Regions from separate parts of the Zea mays genome. Here regions 2 and 3 are each linked to region 1. The links are chromatin contacts, called in public Hi-C maps. All regions are on one chromosome and are shown on one strand. Each heading gives the region's core, a stretch centred on a gene start, on an enhancer-like site or on the middle of the called end of the contact. The rest is flanking DNA. Distances are from core to core; before and after follow the strand shown. Region 1 holds the start of LOC542580 (dwarf plant 3). Region 2 holds the start of LOC103638172 (transcription factor MYB2). Region 3 holds the start of LOC100283415.

What was found. Hi-C and Micro-C count contacts between places; a contact is called where the count stands out from the background.
Region 2: a Hi-C map of ear shows a contact between it and region 1, with 2.7 times the contacts expected there. The contact joins the promoter of LOC103638172 here to the promoter of LOC542580 in region 1. A contact is called at or near these places in 4 of 25 Hi-C or Micro-C datasets (ear, leaf mesophyll, root tip and 1 more) and 1 of 3 datasets of contacts at active chromatin or transcription factors (leaf).
Region 3: a Hi-C map of leaf shows a contact between it and region 1, with 5 times the contacts expected there. The contact joins the promoter of LOC100283415 here to the promoter of LOC542580 in region 1. A contact is called at or near these places in 10 of 25 Hi-C or Micro-C datasets (bundle sheath, ear, endosperm and 3 more) and 1 of 3 datasets of contacts at active chromatin or transcription factors (leaf).

Annotation. Positions count from the first base shown.
Region 1 is chr9:28,780,766-28,783,592 of Zm-B73-REFERENCE-NAM-5.0, reverse strand. LOC542580 (dwarf plant 3) reads left to right here and starts at 1,346. Exons shown (of 6, transcript NM_001112116.2): 1 at 1,346-1,771. The coding sequence starts at 1,452.
Region 2 is chr9:28,651,245-28,654,078 of Zm-B73-REFERENCE-NAM-5.0, reverse strand. It overlaps LOC103638172 (transcription factor MYB2), which reads right to left and starts at 1,347. Exons shown (of 2, transcript XM_008661155.3): 1 at 86-1,347. The coding sequence starts at 1,212.
Region 3 is chr9:28,627,611-28,630,453 of Zm-B73-REFERENCE-NAM-5.0, reverse strand. LOC100283415 reads right to left here and starts at 1,435. Exons shown (of 5, transcript NM_001156316.2): 1 at 1,214-1,435. The coding sequence starts at 1,249.

The DNA.
Region 1 (2,827 bases), core at 97-2,596:
CTTTATTACCACTATTGTGGTGGGATTTGCGTTAATTAATTGCATTGTTGACCACCACTTACGGCGGCGAAAAGAGAGAAAAAAAGCTACTGGGCAAGCATCTCGTTACTTGAACATCTCTGACATGCATGTACCCATGCATTGCATGCATGTCCGGAAGTGGCAACGGAGTACTTGTGCGTGGGTGGCGACATACACGCGCGTACATGCAGCACCGGGCTACGCGCTAGCTCACGCAGTACTCCGGCCGTACACTTGTGCCTCCATGTCTCACGTGGAGTACCAGCAGTACTCCTACGTACGTACATGAATTGACCGATGACGTACGGGTACGGCCATGCTGCAGATGCGCGCCAAAAGTTGCACTGCTAGCTAGCTGGCCTCCTCCGAATCCATCCGTCACTTTTTGTACGTTAAGCCTCCATCCGTCGTTCGTATTTTACTGCTGCATGATTCTCCGAAGTGCGCGGAAAACGACAAGCAACTTTTTTTATTTTCTCTCTCTTTTTTTTTCTTTCAGAAACATATATAATAAAGAGATTGAGATCATATCTTCGCATGATTCCTCTTGTACTCCAGACTCCAGAGCAGAGCAGGGAAATCATAATATCGTCGTCGTTACACTCTTAATTATTATATATTAAATGGGCACCATAAAAAAGACGTAGAGTATTATACTTGGACCACCTTAACCTCTATAAAATCATCACTTTTATGTTTGCAGTAATGTTAACATTATGACCAACTTTATGAATTTCTATAATACCTTTGGTATCTTAATGTCGTGCCAGCAACAGTTGTTAAGTATATATATAGTAGCCTTTTATTACAAATTATAAACCATCTCATTTTAGACATATTATTTTTAGTATATATTTAGAGGCAATCTATATGTCTGGATATGTAACAAATAAATTTATATATCTTTCAATTTGATTTGGAACCCAGAGAGTAGTACATAGTATTTTACGGGCTTGTCATTTGTCCTATCATTATTAGGCATTCAGGCCAGGTCGACAGGTAGCACACAGCTTAAAATCCAAAAGCCGGCCACTTACTTGCGTCTGCATAATACTACAAGGCATCCGGCCTATATGCCGGGTGATCGATGATGATGATGATATAAAACTCCGAGGACCAAAAAAGAAAAAACCGTACGTTACCAATTAAGAGCTTTTGCTTTCAAGAAGAATTTCTCTATACAGGCGTGCATGGTGGGTGTTTGATTTCATTTTTGGAACGTAATGGTGTTTGATTTCTAGCACAGACAGAGACAGAGGGTGTGGCGTTACACATCTCTGCCTATATATAAACAGGAGGCGTTGCGTGCAGAGCTGCCGGCTGGCGGTTGCCTCTCCTCCCCTCCCCTGCCCTCGCAAACGCACGCACCACAGCATCGTCCTTCGTTCCATTCCGGCATTCCCATCCATATACCCCCTCGATCGGCCGGGATGCTGGGTGTGGGGATGGCCGCGGCGGTGCTGCTCGGGGCCGTGGCGTTGCTGCTCGCGGACGCCGCTGCGAGGAGAGCGCACTGGTGGTACAGGGAGGCGGCTGAGGCGGTGCTGGTCGGCGCCGTGGCTTTGGTGGTGGTGGACGCCGCGGCGCGGAGGGCGCACGGGTGGTACAGGGAAGCGGCGCTGGGCGCGGCGCGGCGGGCGCGGCTGCCGCCGGGGGAGATGGGGTGGCCCTTGGTCGGCGGCATGTGGGCCTTCCTCCGCGCCTTCAAGTCCGGCAAGCCCGACGCCTTCATCGCCTCCTTCGTCCGGCGGTGAGTCAGTGCGCTAATCCTCGATCTCCTCCCTCCTCCCCTGCACGCTCGCTCCGCTCTGCTCCTACCGAGGATGGGCCGGGCCCCACGTGTCATTGTCCTCGTCGACACCTGCACCTGCACGCACCGGGCCCCACGGCCGTGTGAGCTTGTGGCGCATGGGTGCACCGGAGCAGCATTAGCTAGCCAGCAGCAATGGATAGCTGTCGATTTTCTATCCCAGGCTGGTTAATTAATCCTCATCCCTTTGCCTGCTAAATAGGAGTATTACTTGTACTGAAATCACCAAAATCTAGAACATAACCGTTATGACAGCTGTATATATAGAATATGAATAGTTAAATGGCTCGTCAAGCCAAATTTTATCTAATCAACAGCAAAATAACTACATATATACAACAAAGTAACCATCTAAATAACTCATCAAGCTATTTGTCTCTTTAAATTGGCTCTCCCTCACAGGCCAAACTTGACTAGCTAAACTAGATAGATAGTCTATTGGATTGAGATGTTACACATAGAATGTAATCTTTATAGAAAAGTAAATAGATAGTCAAATAAAGAGAAAAAAAATGAAGAGTACTGTGAAGATGCTCTACTAGTAGTACCAGAAATTAAGAAGTATATATAACTCACATAGGCATGCATTGCACTTGTAGTCGCAAGCAATTCACTGCTGTTACTTTTGTAAACGAAGCAGTCAGACAGGAGAGCTATCGAGTATCAAAAGAAGGCCAGACCAGACTGAGACAGGGTAGAACGACGGTCGACGACGACGTCCCGCGCGCAGGAGAGGAAGGTAAAGGCAGTGGTGATTGGTGAATAATCACTGTCAGCCAGGCTAAAAGCTCAGAGCATGTACAGTCATCAGAGTCAGTCAGACTGTGATGAGTGACATGATCCGACGTGAATGCCCCCACAAAAGGGCACATCCCATTCCGACTGACTGATTGCAACGCCACCACTCATCACTCGCCATCTTTGACAGTCTCCCTTTCCTGGATACATGCTCGATGCTCTCCTAGTAAACACTAAACACCGTGCGTGATGCTCTGT
Region 2 (2,834 bases), core at 98-2,597, 130 kb after region 1:
GCTAGAAAATATACATAAGCAAACACTACAGTTGATGCATGCATGGCATGGTATGCTAGATCGATGCTATAGGTGGTATACTCACTCTAGCAATTCTCTCCAACTGTCGTTGTTGGGGTCAAAATCCAGCGTGAGGCTGTCCAGGCCGTCGAACGGGCTCGACGCCGGCGTCTCCTCGTACGGGGATGGGGTCGACGACGTGGCGCCGCCGTTGCCTGCACTGCACCCCTTGGCCGCCGCTGCCAAAGGTGGCGGCATCGCGGCGGCAGTCACGTTGCTCCCGGTGGTGGCCCCGCTGTGGCCGAGCTCCGTGGAGCTGAGCCCGTCCCCGGCGAAAGCGGCCGTAGTCCCGGCACCGCCGGAGAAGCCGTTGAGGAGCCCAGAGAGGGAGTAGGCGGAGGAGGACGGCATGCCCTGCGTCACCGCCGGCACGGCGCTGGTCAGCGCTGGAAGGCTGAGCATGCCGTCGTACTGCTGCACGACCCTGCTGGCGGTGCTTTGGTCCACTCCGGCGAGCAGCTGCTGGTGGCCGCCGCCGCCGCTGGGCGCGCCTCCATTATTGGCGGCGGCGAGGAGGGACATGAGGTCGACGGTGGGCGCGGCGGGGGCGGTGAGCACGCGGACGAGGCCCTCGAGGAGCTGGTACTTGGCGGCGTCGGCCTGGAGCCTGAGAGCGTTGATGTCCCAGCAGGAGCTAGCATGCGCGGCGGCGAGCGGTCCTCCAGGTCCAGCTGCTTGGCCGCCACCAGCGGCGGCGGCCGCGAGGTTGGCGGCGGCGAGGAGGTTGGTGAAGCCGCCGGCCGCGAGGAGGTTGAGGTCGGTGCGGCGCTGGTGCGTGACGGGGTCGATCCCCATGGCGAGCAGCTTCTTGCGGAGGTGCGTGTTCCAGTAGTTCTTGATCTCGTTGTCGGTCCGGCCGGGCAGCTTGGTGGCGATGGCGGACCACTTGTTGCCGAGGAGGGAGTGGAGGTGGATGATGAGCTTCTCCTCGTCGTCGGTGAAGCGGCCGCGCTTGATGTCCGGGCGGAGGTAGTTGGTCCAGCGGAGGCGGCAGCTCTTGCCGCAGCGGTTGAGGCCGGCGTGCTTGGGCAGGCGGCGCCAGCTCCCGTGGCCGTTGCCGTTGATGTAGTCCACCAGCAGCTTGTCCTCCTCCGGCGTCCACGGGCCTTTCTTGACGCCCGCGTCCTGGTCGCAGCACGGTGACCTCCCCATTAGTAGTTGTATGCTTCTTGGACGAGAGACGACGGACGGGCTTGCTAGCTTGGATTGCTATGACGATCGATCGAGAGGAAGGAAGAGAGGAGAGGGAGGAAGAGAGGCAACGAAGAAGGTGGGGTTCGTTGGGTGGATGGCAGCTAGGGAGTGGGGGGTTTTATAGAGGTTTATCAGCTAGGGTACGGAGGTGACGTGCATGGCGGCAAAAGCATGCCTGCACGGGCTGCTGTGAGCGAGGAAGCTGCATGGTGCATAGGTGGTGCCGGCGGCCGTCCAAAAGCAAGGTCCTGGACTCTCTTTCTCCGTGCTGACCTTAGGAGCTTGCATTAGTCCAACAAGACGTCGTCCGCCTTGCGATGTGACGATGCCATCTAGCTAGCTAGCTCTCTCTCTCTCTCTACGACTCCACACACGTACATAAAATACATGTGTACTCATGCATGCACGCGCTGCTGCAGCGTAGCGATGTGAACGTACGTACGAGCTACGTCGTCGTATACATGCATACCGTACGCGATGTACATATGCTAGATACTACGTACTACTGTTCTTGGACGGGTTTTGTTTATATTTCATGTGCATATACTCTACTAGTACTACCTACGACGACTTCTCATACTATACTATAGAATATATATGTCTCTACGAGGGCGACATGCATGCATGTTAATTAATTCGTATAGCTTATATTAGTATTAAAAGCGCGCATATTAATTGTTGTTTAGGCCGTGAGGGGACGAGCGGGGGCAGGTGTTGTTGTTCATGCGACCTGACCTGACCATGACACGTACGTACGTCGATCGCCCCCAGCTAGCAAGGAGCACAGAACAAGGAACTATTTTGCGTGTTATTGTGTGTGTCACACGCATGCAAACGCAAATTTAATTAGGTTGCCAATCTCACCTTATAATTAAGAGATGCTTGACACGCACACGACCGGAGGAGACAGAAATTTGGGATGCATGCCCGCGTGATCGAGGGGACCCACCACCTACCCCTCCAACAAGTGGGGCCCACGCCAATGGATTTGTGTGCTCACCATTGGCCCAGCTGGCCCTGATGCTAGCTATCTGCTAACTGCTCTATTTTGCCAATGCAAATGCAAAGTGGTGGTGGTGGTGACCTGCAGATGATATGATGGTTGACTAGCACCGAACCCAAACATTTATATATACTAGTCGGTTGCTCGTACGTTGTGACTGCTTATAACAATACCCATGTAAACTATCTACAAAAAAAATTAAGATTTTTTATTAATTGTCTCCGCTCTCTGTATAATATTTTTTGATTTGTCTAACTGATGTTATTATTTACTCTATCCAACATGTCTTGTTACAACACGGCCAATGAAGTGAGCGATTAGAAGCACAACGACTGACTGAATGAACAGAGATTATAAAATGACATAATTCCACCATATAGAGACTAAATAAGAGAAAGTTTGTGAGGTCAAGTTTGTAAAATAAGTCACATGAACTCAAACTTATAAAAAAGATATATCAAAATATGGAGTGATTGCTAAAGTCAGACATCAATAAAATCTGGATGCGCTTAATATAAATTATGCTACTTCGTAGTAATTACTAACGTTTAAAACCAACAAATAACCTTTCATTTTA
Region 3 (2,843 bases), core at 186-2,685, 150 kb after region 1:
GTTTTGAAATAAGTACTGAAGACTATAATGATTGACAAAACGAGGGAAGGGACAATTGCGAAAATCAGTGGATATTAGTTCCTTTGGCCTATTGACTTGAGCTTTCTCATTTGCATACATGTAAACCATACCCAGGCTTGTGAAAATCAGCTGAGAAGCATTAAAAAGACAAACATTATCTCTATCGTAGAAGCAAGCTTAGTAGATACTACCATTGGGATGCCTGTAAAGCTCATGAGCTAGATCTCATTGACTTTTTTTGACAACTGTATAAACGGCAGAGAGGAATAGAGGATCCAAGTATTCCTTTCAAACTTGCATGCATATAAAGGTATTGTCTCCTCAGAATGCTATCCCCACATGGCTAGAGATTATTTTCTCAAGCGGTCTGGCACCATTAGTCCCAATGATTCAATGAAGGAGTGGTAAAGGCATATGCATTTGGTAGTCCGTGAATGCTTTTGCAGTTGCAGAACCTGGTAGTCAAATCAAACTCTAAAACATGTAACAAATCGTGTGTGGGTATCAAGTATCAACTAGACAACTAGTTACTAGTATGGTATGGTATCAACTAGTACGGTATGATCCTACTCGCAGCAATCCCCTGGGCGTATCACAGCGCTTAGTATCTTCTCATTCACAACCGCGCACCCCTATAGTGATTGCTAGACTGCTAGAGTCACAGCAAGATCTAGACCATGTCACAAATCATTCAACAGTGATGTAAACTAGCCTATACTGGTAAGACTACTTGCAGCAAATCCTCTGGACCGAACCCACAACGTTGGGAGCCTAAGCTACTAGTCCCCGATGATGTCGATCTGCGAAGCACGCGACGCGGGCATGCTCCCGCGCAGTGCGTGCTCATCTATCTCTTTGTTTCCACTCGGTCTCGCAGATACATGCGAGTATGCGACTATACGAGCAAGCTACGCTGCAATCCAACTACGCCCAGATACAAACGAACCCTAGCCCCGCCGGATCGGCAGCGAAGCTTGCTCGCTGCATCAAGCTTCTCCCGCAGGCCAGCAAGGAACTCGGCCCAGGCACGCACTCGGGGTGGGCGGGAGGCGGTTAAGCCTAGGCAAAACTCTCACGGGCGGTAGGGTGCGTCGGCGCCCCCGCACCGGCATGAGGCGAACCGGATCCAGCGCGCCACCGCCCACCGGAAGAGGGTTCAGAGAGGGAGGGATGATGCAGCAGCAGCACTCACCGGCGCCTCCACGGGAACCTCCACCGCCGTCGCCATGGGTGCCTGGGGGAAGCCGATTGGATTGGATGGTGAATAGGGAGCGGATTAGCGGCGCTAACTTGAACAGAATGGAAGCAGACTCGACGACTAGTACAGAGGAGAGGACTAGGAGACGACTAGTACTTGTGTGCAGAAACGGCAAAGAACGAAAAAAAAAACACTGGACGATTTTTGCTTGTGAACCAAGTATACAATCAGACGCAGAATGGTATACCTCTACTACTCTATAAGCACGGTGTGTAGGTGTTCATACCGTGCACCTAGGGCTGACAATGGGCTATAATTTTTGCACTATAAGATTTAAGGATCGAAGCGGGTTAGGATCGGGCTTTATTTCTAGTCATTTTTGAACTATAATTTATTTATGGCCTTGACATTTTGTGAAGAACTATTTGGATCACGATCCATTACCACCTCTACGTGCACCATGTTCTATCTCTCCCCCGACCACCTCCGTAACACCGTGAGAATCCCGTCGAGATCGCTGCCCAGAATGTCGTATGGCCGATGCGATGCCCCCACCTACCCAGCGACCCTAGTTCCCCCATTGCGATATCCCCCCAATCACCGCCGAGGGACCTCTTCCACCTACGCACGCGCGGCTACTTCTTTTGCGGCGGCGGGAAGCGCGGCAAGGAGTCGTCCGCCGCGGACTACCTGCTCCCGCCCCGTCGGCGTTGACTGGCTTTGGTCCCGCGCGCGCCTCGACCACGTGCTCGCCTGCGAAGAGAACCTCGTCATCGCTGCATTTCCGCCGCGCGCACCTCAGGAAGGACCCCTCTGCACCCCCGTCGCATGTCGCGTCGCAAAACCCTAGCGTCATGCTCCCATGAGCCTCAACCCATGCGCTGCTCCCGCTATCGCCGCCTCTCCGCTCCTCCATCGTCATCCCCATGTCTGTTCCACGCTCGTAGCAGCCGCACGCGCTCGCATCTCTGCCCCCCTCCTCGCTCTGCAACCGCCCCGCAAGAGCACCGACCAGGTATTCGCATCCCCTTCTCTTCCGGGTCTGAAGCACGAGATCGAGGAAGACGGGCATGTTCTCATATGCCCGCCTCGCCCTCCACCGAGATGCCACTCTTAGGGCGAGGCCTTCCTCTATATGTAGGAGGGTCACGGTGGGAAACCGTGACGCCAAGGAGGGCGCGTGCCAGGGCCAGGGCCAGGCACCGACAGTAATGGTGAGTAATAAATATATTTTTCTTGAATGCATAAGAAAGTATTGATTGTTTTGGGGAGGCAGCAGAGTTTTCCACAATTTGGCTCCAAGCGTGACGACAGCCTATCGTGCCCAGGCTTCTATAGATGTCTCAACTCAGCAGATTGGATGAATGGACCTGTCAGGCCAAACTTTCTAGACTTCCAAGGGGTGGACTTTGAGGCAGCGTTTGGGGTGAGGAGAGCTTACAGTGTAAGAGACATTCAGGTTTGATAAGCATCTCCCTCCATTTGCTACATTTGAGAAAGCATCTGGTTATCAGGTGATGGTTTTACTTATTCTATCACATGTCTCATCTGTCATCCATAGCAGTAATGTATTTTATTGATAACACTGTCATGATTTCTCTATTTTTTTTCTTTGTCTAGGCTC